Regions from separate parts of the Gossypium hirsutum genome. Here region 2 is linked to region 1. A link is a contact called in public Hi-C data. All regions are on one chromosome and are shown on one strand. Each heading gives the region's core, a stretch centred on a gene start, on an enhancer-like site or on the middle of the called end of the contact. The rest is flanking DNA. Distances are from core to core; before and after follow the strand shown. Region 1 holds the start of LOC107909789 (protein ENHANCED DISEASE RESISTANCE 4). Region 2 overlaps LOC107909792 (a long non-coding RNA gene).

Region 1 (4,842 bases), core at 1,036-3,535:
GTTTAAACCCAGTTTTTTATGAGTATTTCCCTTATTTTTTATCTTTTCTTTTTCATGGGTAGTTGATTGGGAATAAGGTGATGGCTTGGGATTCGAATCTCAAATTTGTTGAATATTATAATGACTGCGTGTAATCATTTATGTATAAACCAATATGACAATCCCCCAGAAATTTTATTTAAACTCAAATGAAGAAGATAAAAACCAAAGGGAAAAATGAAGATTCATCAACATTTGCTACGTGGGATTGTGGCAGCCGTTTATATGATTCGTATGATTTGGTATCACTCAGTCATGTGATCGACCCGCATCTAATAGAACTGCCTTATTGAGATGGTTCGAAGAGGCCAATGACCGGAATTTCTCATCCCACTGATTTCACGCCAGTTAGCATTGCAGATCCCACAAGCAAATCCATAGCCAAGGAATCATCTTCTCTAAGGAGCAGCTCGCGTGAACTTCATGAGAGCAAGTGTTGGAAGGAAAGAAGGTTTGGACAAAGGAGGGATAAGGCTATAAAGTTAAGATCAGGATTCAGTTGCCTTTGCAACAAGTAGCATACAAAACAATGTAATTGATTCAAAGGCAATTATGTTTATTGTTCATCGATGCTGCTTTTCTTAATTCTTGGTGTTAATTAACCAAGCAAAGTTGGTTCTGATGCAGCACAATTCTTCCCCAAAAGACCTGATTTGGGTCAGAGAATGATTTAACAGGCTGGTTTTTTAGGCCAGCCATGTGCATAAAAACCCAAGTCTTGGGAGTTAATATGCATAGCACTAATCAGTTTCAGTTGCTTCCAAATTAGGTCTTTCGTTGCCTTAAAGCTCCTGAGCATGGGCCTCCCATTGCCTGGTCTGGGCCATTCGATGTAGCACTAGTTTACAAGTTTTTAGTTAAAAGGGTGAACAACGACCAGGAAATTCAGTTATAGGGGACTCAACTATTTGAAGAGTTGAATAGCTTTTGGGACCATTTTTTGGCATTCCCTTATTCCCTTCCAAATAGAACATGCCCATTTAGTCAATTAGTCCTTGAAAGAATCTACAGCCAGCTATGGGGACACTCTTTATTTAAGCCAACTTATATATATAGGGAATCTCACCCTTTGTTTTATTTATGTTTCATGACCCACACTTAATAGAAGTCTTCATCCACAAACTAATTTGTATAATACTAATTCTATTACCATTAAGCAACCCCTTTTGACCATCAACTTTTCTTCAAACTTCATATAGTAAATTTCAAGTCTCCCACTTACCATTTGAATATCCAAATAATTTTAGATGCAATATGAGGACTGGACTTGCATCATTTTCCTGTGGGAAAGTAATCAAATCAAGCAAAGCGTTGAAGTTTCAACCAAAAGTTTAACCTAGAAGCAAGTAGGCGTAGTAAATATTGGATAAAAATCAACATCCTCAAATATATGCAAATGTTTGATTTTTTTTTTTTTGGGGGGGGGTGGTTTCTTCTTTCTATCTACTATTACTACAATTAATAAAGGGACAGTGGTTGTTCGTTTGCTCATTGTCTGCATTGGGAGGGTGAAGTCAAAGCGAGTGAGAAAGGCGTCATTAATGGTGAGATCAATGCCACACCAGCAGCACTTCGATGGGTTGCTTTCATCATCAAGTTCCAATGGAATTCCGAGAAGAGAACTACTGAAATTAAATTCCCAGGCTTATCTTATAAATAACTTCACATTTCACCCTTATTATTTTAATCTTAAGAATACAGGGAATACAAGGAAAGGGGAACAGAGTCTCAAGGTGTTTTCTTCATTAAATTTTATTTTGCTTGCTGGGGTAGGCATGGATGGTGACTATTTTAAAACATCACACTTGCAATTCATTATTGATTGACTTAAATGTAACCTAATTTAGAAGTTAATAACCTCACCATCCCTATCTCATTCCTCGATGCACGTTTCATCTCCCTTCATCATCGAGCACCTATATTTCTCCCATTCCCAATCTGAATCCTGAAACCCATCACCAGTCATTCTTTAGTAACAAAATTAGATGTAATCCCAGGGAGGTCTAGAAAACTGGTCTGAAAATTGGTCCATGATTGTGTTGTAATGAGAAAACCCATGCAACGTGTATGTGACAAAAATTGGTAAAATAATAAGCAAGAGTGGGACCTAATCCCATGTTAGGTGAGCTGTGGGGCACATAAACATATATACATTCACTTTCCAAAATGTAAAAAATATAAATTTATAAAAAGAAAGAAAAAAACAGAGTGAGTGATTAAAGTTTAAAGATGTGGGTGGTCAGAACTCAGAAATGGAAGAGAAGTTTGCAAATATAAACAGAGGGGGGGCCTTTCACTTCTTTTCACAACCTCCAAATCTCTGCTTTGCTCTCTCTCTGTCTCTCTCTCACCCGTCACAACACTAAGGTCCCAAAAAAAAGCAATATATTGGATCGAATAAAGTTCTAAACACAGTAAAATAATAAAAATAATTAAGAAAATTAAGAAAAAAAGACTAAGTGAAAAAAAGGAGGAGATTCCATAGTGGAGGCCAGACCCAGAAGCTGTTGATGTTTGAAGGGGTTGTACTTGTTGCAATAGCCAATAGTATGTAAGTAGAAAACGATGGCTTTTCGATGGCTTTTTTTTTTCTTTACCTGCACCCATTGGGAAACGGTCCAGGGTACACTCGGTTTCGGGGTCTCTCTGTCTTTTTCTAGTTCTTGTATTTTTTCTTCTCTTTCTCGGTACCCAAAGTGGAACAAAAATTGAGCAGAGTACAAACTCAGGTTGCTTCAGAGCACACTTAACTATTCTCTTTCAACAGCAAATTTCAGAGTGTTTCTCACAAATTCTGGGATCCTTCATTGTATTGTCTTAACCTCTCTTCCCCAAACTTTCCTTTCCCTGTTTGGTCGCTAAGAAATCCAAGAGAAACTTGCTTAAAAACAAAACAAATAGAACCTTAATTCAGCTTATCAATTCCCTTCCGCTCTTGGTTTTCTCTTATTTCCTATTACCAAACTTAGCTAAAAAGAGTTGTTGTTTTTTTCCTTAAATTGAATGTGTTTGATGATGATAGTTGTTGCAAGAGATTCTCAAGCTCTTTAAAATAAGTTTTAGAGAAGTATTGCATTGTTTTGGCACATAAGGCTTTGAACGATTCAAAAGATGGCCGAGTCAACCAAAGTGAGGTTGGTTCGGTGTCCAAAGTGTGAAAACCTTCTCCCAGAGCTTGCTGATTATTCGGTTTACCAGTGTGGTGGCTGCGGTGCTGTTCTTCGAGGTACCGTTGCTTTCTCCTCTCTTTCTTTTTTCCTAGTTGTTTGTTTGGTTGGTGAAGACGAGACAGAAAATCGATTTTGGATCCTGGATCCTGGATCCATGTTAATAAGCTTCCTGTAAATGTTCAAACTTGAACCCATTGGTTAAATTGAAAGGTAAGGTATAGTTGAGGTGTGGATCATGTGTGCTGTTTATGACTCTGGAATCTTATTAGAATGCTAATGATAGTTGTTTTGTATTTACCAACAATGGGCATGGTGCATTCTGTGAAAACTCGAAGTTGGGTATTGCTTGGTTTTCATTTTATTGGGGTTTTGCTTCTTCTTTTTTTTTGTTCTTTTCATTTTATTGGTTCTATAATGCCCTCAATCCGATTGATGAGTAAGCTTGCCATTTTTCTAAGGCAATAAAAGAATCGAGTGCGCTTCAGCCTCCTCTTTTCAATAGTCAGAATCTGATATGGTCATAAAAGTATATTCTATGGAGTATTTTTGTTGAGATCAAAATAATAAAACCATTTAAGGCTTTGATTTCGGTTTCTTGTTGTTTTCTGAACTTTTTAGTGTTGATCTTCCATGAAATTTGTAGTTTTTTCTTGTTTTAATAGTGTAATGTTATTTGCTTAACAGCTAAACTTAGGAATCATGAAGCAGATACTTTCTTGGACAAGTCGAAAGAAGACAGTCTTGGCAGAGTTTCTACCAAATCCCAAACTTCCTCCGAGAAGGGAATAGTAGACTCAAGTGATGCCTCTGATGCAGATGTTAAATCAAGTGCTGGGTTTTTGACGTGTGATCAAAGGGATCCAGAGAATAATGATGTTGAGTGCAGTGATAGAAGTAGGAGTGAATCAAAGGTTGCTGGTGATAAATGGTCTCTTGAGAACCCAAATGATATTAGCAGGAACAAGGATGATATAGTGAATTCTATTGGAAGAGAACAGGAGGATTTGGATTCCAATTTTGTATATACTGGTGGATCACAAAGACTGGGACAGATGTCTGATTGGCAGGCTGGGAAACAAGAAGAGATGGAGCAATTTCAGAGAATTCCAAGAGTTGTCGTTGAAGGTGTGCGATTTTCTACCTCAAAACACCCAGATGAAGGCCCATCAAACCTTAATTTGGATTCTTCTTATGGTTATCGTGAATCGTTGCAGAATCAAACTGACCTGGATGGTTCTAGTAGAATTCACCTTGACCAAGATCGAGCTGTGCTTCTAAGGAAGCTAGATGAGCTAAAGGAGCAACTTAGTCAGTCTTGTGATGTGGCTGATAAACCAAAAGAGAAGGCTCCGCTTGATAGGAGGGTAGTTCCTCCAGAGTCTTATGGTGGTACTGATAGCTGGTTTCCAAATAGTTCTTCTGGAGTGCAGAAGCCCTCAATGCCTTTCTATGGACCTGATAAGCATGGTGCGGAAGCAGGACCTTCTTACTTTGGTTTTTTTCCAGAACAATTTGCTTATCCCGTTGAACATGATGTGACTCAGCATGGGTTGTATCCTCCAATGCGTAATCCAAATCATATCCCTGCATATGGAGATCCTTTTGGATCCAAAATGCTTGGAAGAGCTCCGCA
Region 2 (5,105 bases), core at 978-3,477, 45 kb after region 1:
GTTTTTGACCCACTGCGGGTGGAATTCTACTCTGGAAAGTATCGTTAACGGGGTTCCTTTGATCGCCTGGCCGCTCTACGCTGAGCAAAAAATGAATGCCGCGATGCTAACCCAAGATATTAAAGTGGCACTGCGAACAGAACCCAACGAAAACGGTTTAGTTTGCAGAGACGAGATTGCAAAGGCTGTTAAGGGTCTAATGGAGGGTGAAGAAGGGAAAGGTGTTCGAAATAGAATGAAGGACCTGAAGGAAGCTGCGGCAAAGGCACTTTCTGAAAATGGGTCTTCCACCAAGGCACTTTCCGAGGTGGCTACTAGGTGGAGGAACCGTACAGCCATCTAGATTTTTATGCTTAATATATGTTTTATATATAAATTTATCTTCACTTCTCCTGTAAATGGTCCAGGCCATCTGTTTGTAACTACAGGTTAGCTTAGCCTATATGTTTAAATGTTAAGAGTTTCTTGGGAGTTTCTGGTTTTAAGTTCTTTCATCTCCTCCTTTTTTAACTATTTCCCTTACATAATGAAGTGGGTGGGATTGGTGTGGCCGATGGCCACAGTGACGTGTTGCATTTTAGAGTTGGAAGTTTGAATGGGCATCCAATCATGCCAAAGGGGTGGACCCAACGACCGAAGAAAAATACTTGTTGCAACACATCTTAGTGATGGCCTAGCATTGATTGAAAGTAGGTGGAGTGGCATTGACATGAAATTAATTCATTTTTACAATTTATATTTAGATGGTTTTAAAAAAAAATTCGATTTTATACTCTTCTAAGTATAATCTATCTTATCCGTCACTTGTTAGTGTCAAAAAATGACCAAAGAATCCAGATATTACCTGTCTCGTCAATTCTACACTTCATTCACGGGATATTCATTTTTTTAAATGGAAGAATGTCTGCAATAGACCTTTAAATTTTACATTTTTTAGCGTTCATATATATTTTATATTTTATCAATTAAATTTGTACTTTTATATTAATAGAGTTAATTGTGCTGAAGTGGTATTGTTAGTCAACCCAGTACCATCACATTGCAGCCTCTCAATATATCATATTTAAACATAAATCAAAAAAATCTTTAAAAATATATAAATTAATAAAAAATAAAATTTTTCACATCAACAATAAACTCCAATAACTGATTGTTTTAAATATGTTTTTAGTAATTTTATATATTTCATTTTTTACAAAATATTAGGTTATTTTTATTATTGTGAAATTAAAAATATATAAAATAATAAAAAAATATTGAATAATTTTTACATCAACAATGAACCTAAACAGATGGTTATCCAAATTCAAATGTATCTGAAAAATTATTTATTCAAATTCATCTTAATTATGCTTTTTAGTTCTTTTATGTATTTATATATTCTTTTTTTATAATTTTTTATATTTTTTTCAAAATATTATAGACTTTTTATACATTTTTAATTGTCTATATTTTTTTATAAATTTATTTTTTATATATTTTAAAATAAAATAACCCAAAACTGATATTTTATAAATAAAATAAAATATAAGATTACTAAAATTCCATATGAAATGAATCTGGACAACCACTTGTCTAAGTTTATTCTTGACGTGAAAAAAAATATTTTTTATTTATATATTTTTATTTTTTTATCTTTTTAAAGTTATGTTCAACATGTTGGTATACTAAGAGACTGCCACGTAGTATCATCGGATTGACTTGTAGTGCCATGTCAACACAAATTAATGGTGTTAGTGCGAAGATACCAACTTGGTTGATGGAATATAAGTTCGAGTGCCAATTAAATACAAATGAACAAGTTAAACATGCAAAATATATATTAACTTTTTTATAGTAACGAAGTTAGAAATTTTAGTAGAAGGGACATAAAATTATAAAATTTTGAGGTATTAGAGTTAAATTATTTTTAAAAGGAATTAAATTAAATAATAAATTTTTAGAAGGCATAAAAATATAAAGTTTCTCATTTATCAAAGGATTAAAAAAATTAACGTAGGTCTGCTTTACTAGCACATCTTTGTCTGCTCTCTCTGCCAGGTTTAGGGTTTTATTTTTTAGGTTTTTTGTTTGCTTGTTTGCAGTGATAATTCGATAATTTTTCTTCATTCTTTTACCAAATTAATACACATAGTTGAATTTCGATCAACATTATGGAATCAGAATTCGCTGGTCTCACTATCAATGAAGAGGAGGAAGCAATTCTTCAAGTGCAAATCGAACCGAATCCAGAAAAAGGAAGTGGGGGCTTATCAATTAGGGGGCTGTTTTTTAACGGCTAGCATTATACACTTTCCAGAAATGAAGAGTACCATGGCGAATTTATGGCACCCAGTAAAAGGGGTTCAAGTCCGATATCTGAGGGAAAAAAGGTATCTGTTTCAATTTTATCAGGTTATGGATATGGAGAGGGTTATAAAAGGGTCACCATGGACCTTTAATAATCATTTATTGTTGTTACATAAACTGCAATGGGGGGAGAACCCATCCAAAGTTCCATTAATTTATGCACATTTCTGGGTACAAATTCATGCTGTTCCTATAGGGTTTTTTTCTGAAAATCTGGCAATACAATTGGAAAACTTTATAGGTACTTACATGGAATATGATGGCTCTAATCTAATGGCTCTAATCTAGGGAAGGAAAACAAGAATTTTATGAGAGTTACAGTCCAAATTGATGTACGACGTCCTTTGAAAAGGAAGAAACAGATTATGTTTTACGGGAGCTGTTCATATGTTAGATTCAAATATGAGAGATTATCATTGTTTTGCTTTTACTGTGGTCAATTAGGTCATAGTGATTCTTTTTGTGAAGCAAAAATAGCTTTAAGGGTGGAAGTTGCTGAGATGGGATGGGACTTATCATTACGAGCACAATCTCGTAGAGCTCTAACGATGATTAGTGTTTGGCTTCGAGAAGAAGGAGAGGGAGAATGGGGTGACAACAGGGAGGGAAGACAAATTCTAGGATATAAAGGAAAGCTAGATCCAATACTGGGTGTTAATTTGGAAGGGAGATTATCTACCGTATGGAAAGAAGGGGGAAATTCAAGTGCTGGTCAATTCCATACTTTAATAGAACATGATCTTAAAGATGACGTGTTAATAGAGGAGGAAGAAAAAAGAGAGGTAGGGGGAGATTGAAGATTTATCGGCTAAGGAAGAGTTTAATACCTTGGCAATAAGAAATAGAAGAGGAGGGGAAATTAATCACTTAATATCGGCGACTGCCAAGGGGCAAGCCGACCAGGCGCAATGAAAATCTTAAGTTGGAATGTCCGTGGCTTGGGAAATCCATGGACAATTCGTAGACTTTGGTACTCACTGAAGTTATACAATCCCCAAATGGTCTTCTTTATGGAGAAAAAACTCGATAGGTGTCAAATGGAACGAGCTCGAAGAAGCTGTGGTTTTTTTAATGGCATTGAAGTTGATTCAAATGGATCTAGAGGTGGATTAGGTTTGGCTTGGAGGGGGGACAGTAACGTTAGGCTGCAAAGTTTCTCGAAAAGACATATTGATGTGATAATAGAAGACGAAGGCGAAAGAATCAAATGAAGGTTTACAGGTTTTTATGGATCTCCTTATTTAGAAGGTAGAGATGAAGCATGGAACCTTTTGCGGCAATTAGGCAATGATGGAGAGATCCCATGGGTGGTGTGTGGACATTTTAATGAAATAATGTATGGTTTTGAAAAGAAAAGAGGTATGCCACGAGAGGAGGAGAGAATGAAAGCTTTTCATACAGTGTTGAAGGATTGCAATTTGATGGATTTGGGATTCAGTGGAAATTGGTTTACTTGGGAGAGAAGAAACTACCAGAAACGAATATCCAAGAACGTTTGGATCGGGGAGTAGCAAATACAGATTGGTTTTCTTTGTTCCCTGATTTTCAAGTCCAGCATCTTCCTCACTCTTTCTCAAACCATTGTCCACTACTCATTACCACGAAAAGCGATGTTATGCAGCGCACTCAAAATCACTTCAAATTTGAAGCATGGTGGGTTTTAGAAGAATCTTTTTTACTGAAGTTAGAAATATTTGGGAGATGTCTGAAGGTGATTTATTGAACAAACTGGATAGAGTTAACGCGGGTCTCAAGAGATAGACTGACCAGATTTGAAATAGTAGAAACGGAAAGAAGGCAGAGTTAAATGCCAAACTGGCTAAATTGTTGGAATCCGAGAGGAATGATGAAATATAGGAGGAGCTCATCGATACAAAAATTCATCTCAATCTGGAGATTGAAAAAGACAAGCGATATTGGGAACAAAGGGCACGAGTAAATTGGTTGAAATTAGGGGATAAGAATACAACTTTCTTCCACAAACAGGAAACACAGAGAAGATAGAGGAATTTTATTCAGAAAATGCAGTATGAGGATGTGAGAGAAATGAACGATTTAGAAAACATGGAAGGGATAGCCAATTATATTTTCAACAATTATTCTCAGCAGATAGAAGGGGTAATTATGATTATATTTTATCAAGAACTGATCGTTGCATTTCTGACGAAGATAATTTTAAGCTTGAAGTGAGATACACAGAAGAGGAGATCGCAAGGCTTTAGTAGAAATGGGCCCCACAAAAGCCCCAGGAGAATATGGTTTTCCAGCATTATTTTACCAAAAATGTTGGCCAATTATTGGTGCAGATATTATATCTTTTTGCCTTAGCCAACTGAATAGAGCCAACTGAATAGAGGTATGAACGTTAGCAATATCAACAAAACTAATATTGTACTAATACCGAAAATATCAAACCCCTCGAATATTTCTCAATTTAGGCCAATCAGTTTGTGCAATGTGCTTTATAAAGTGATGGCTAAAGTTATTGCTAACCGTCTACGAACTGTGATGGATAAATGTATTAATTTGGCGCAAACTGCTTTTGTACCTGGGAGATTAATTTCTGATAATGTGTTGCCGGCCTATGAACTTCTCCATACTTTAAAGTATAAGAGGGCGGGAAAGAAGGGGTTTATGGCGGTGAAACTTGATATGAGCAAAGCGTACGATAGGGTTGAGTGGTCCTTTGTGGAAACGGTAAAGAAGAAATTGGGATTTGATTCAGATTGGGTTGCTTCGCTAATGAAATGTGTCAA

Evidence for each region. A called contact is a pair of places that touch in the nucleus more often than the background predicts.
Region 2: a Hi-C map of leaf shows a contact between it and region 1, with 2.8 times the contacts expected there. The contact joins the enhancer-like site here to the promoter of LOC107909789 in region 1. A contact is called at or near these places in 24 of 34 Hi-C or Micro-C datasets (anther, callus, cotyledon and 5 more).

The regions. Positions count from the first base shown.
Region 1 is chrA11:9,533,599-9,538,440 of Gossypium_hirsutum_v2.1, forward strand. It overlaps LOC107909789 (protein ENHANCED DISEASE RESISTANCE 4), which reads left to right and starts at 2,286. Exons shown (of 5, transcript XM_016837442.2): 1 at 2,286-3,265; 2 at 3,894-4,842. The coding sequence starts at 3,151.
Region 2 is chrA11:9,578,499-9,583,603 of Gossypium_hirsutum_v2.1, forward strand. LOC107909792 (a long non-coding RNA gene) reads right to left here. Exons shown (of 5, transcript XR_005904820.1): 5 at 1,976-5,105. It also overlaps the pseudogene LOC107909791. Among protein-coding and RNA genes, the nearest start is that of LOC107909792, 6.0 kb to the right of the region's middle. Within about 2 kb of position 2,228, at least 9 of the 9 cell types and tissues checked have an H3K27ac peak or open chromatin away from gene starts, as enhancers often do. A contact at or near this core is called in cotyledon, fibers, leaf and 1 more, where this site is marked.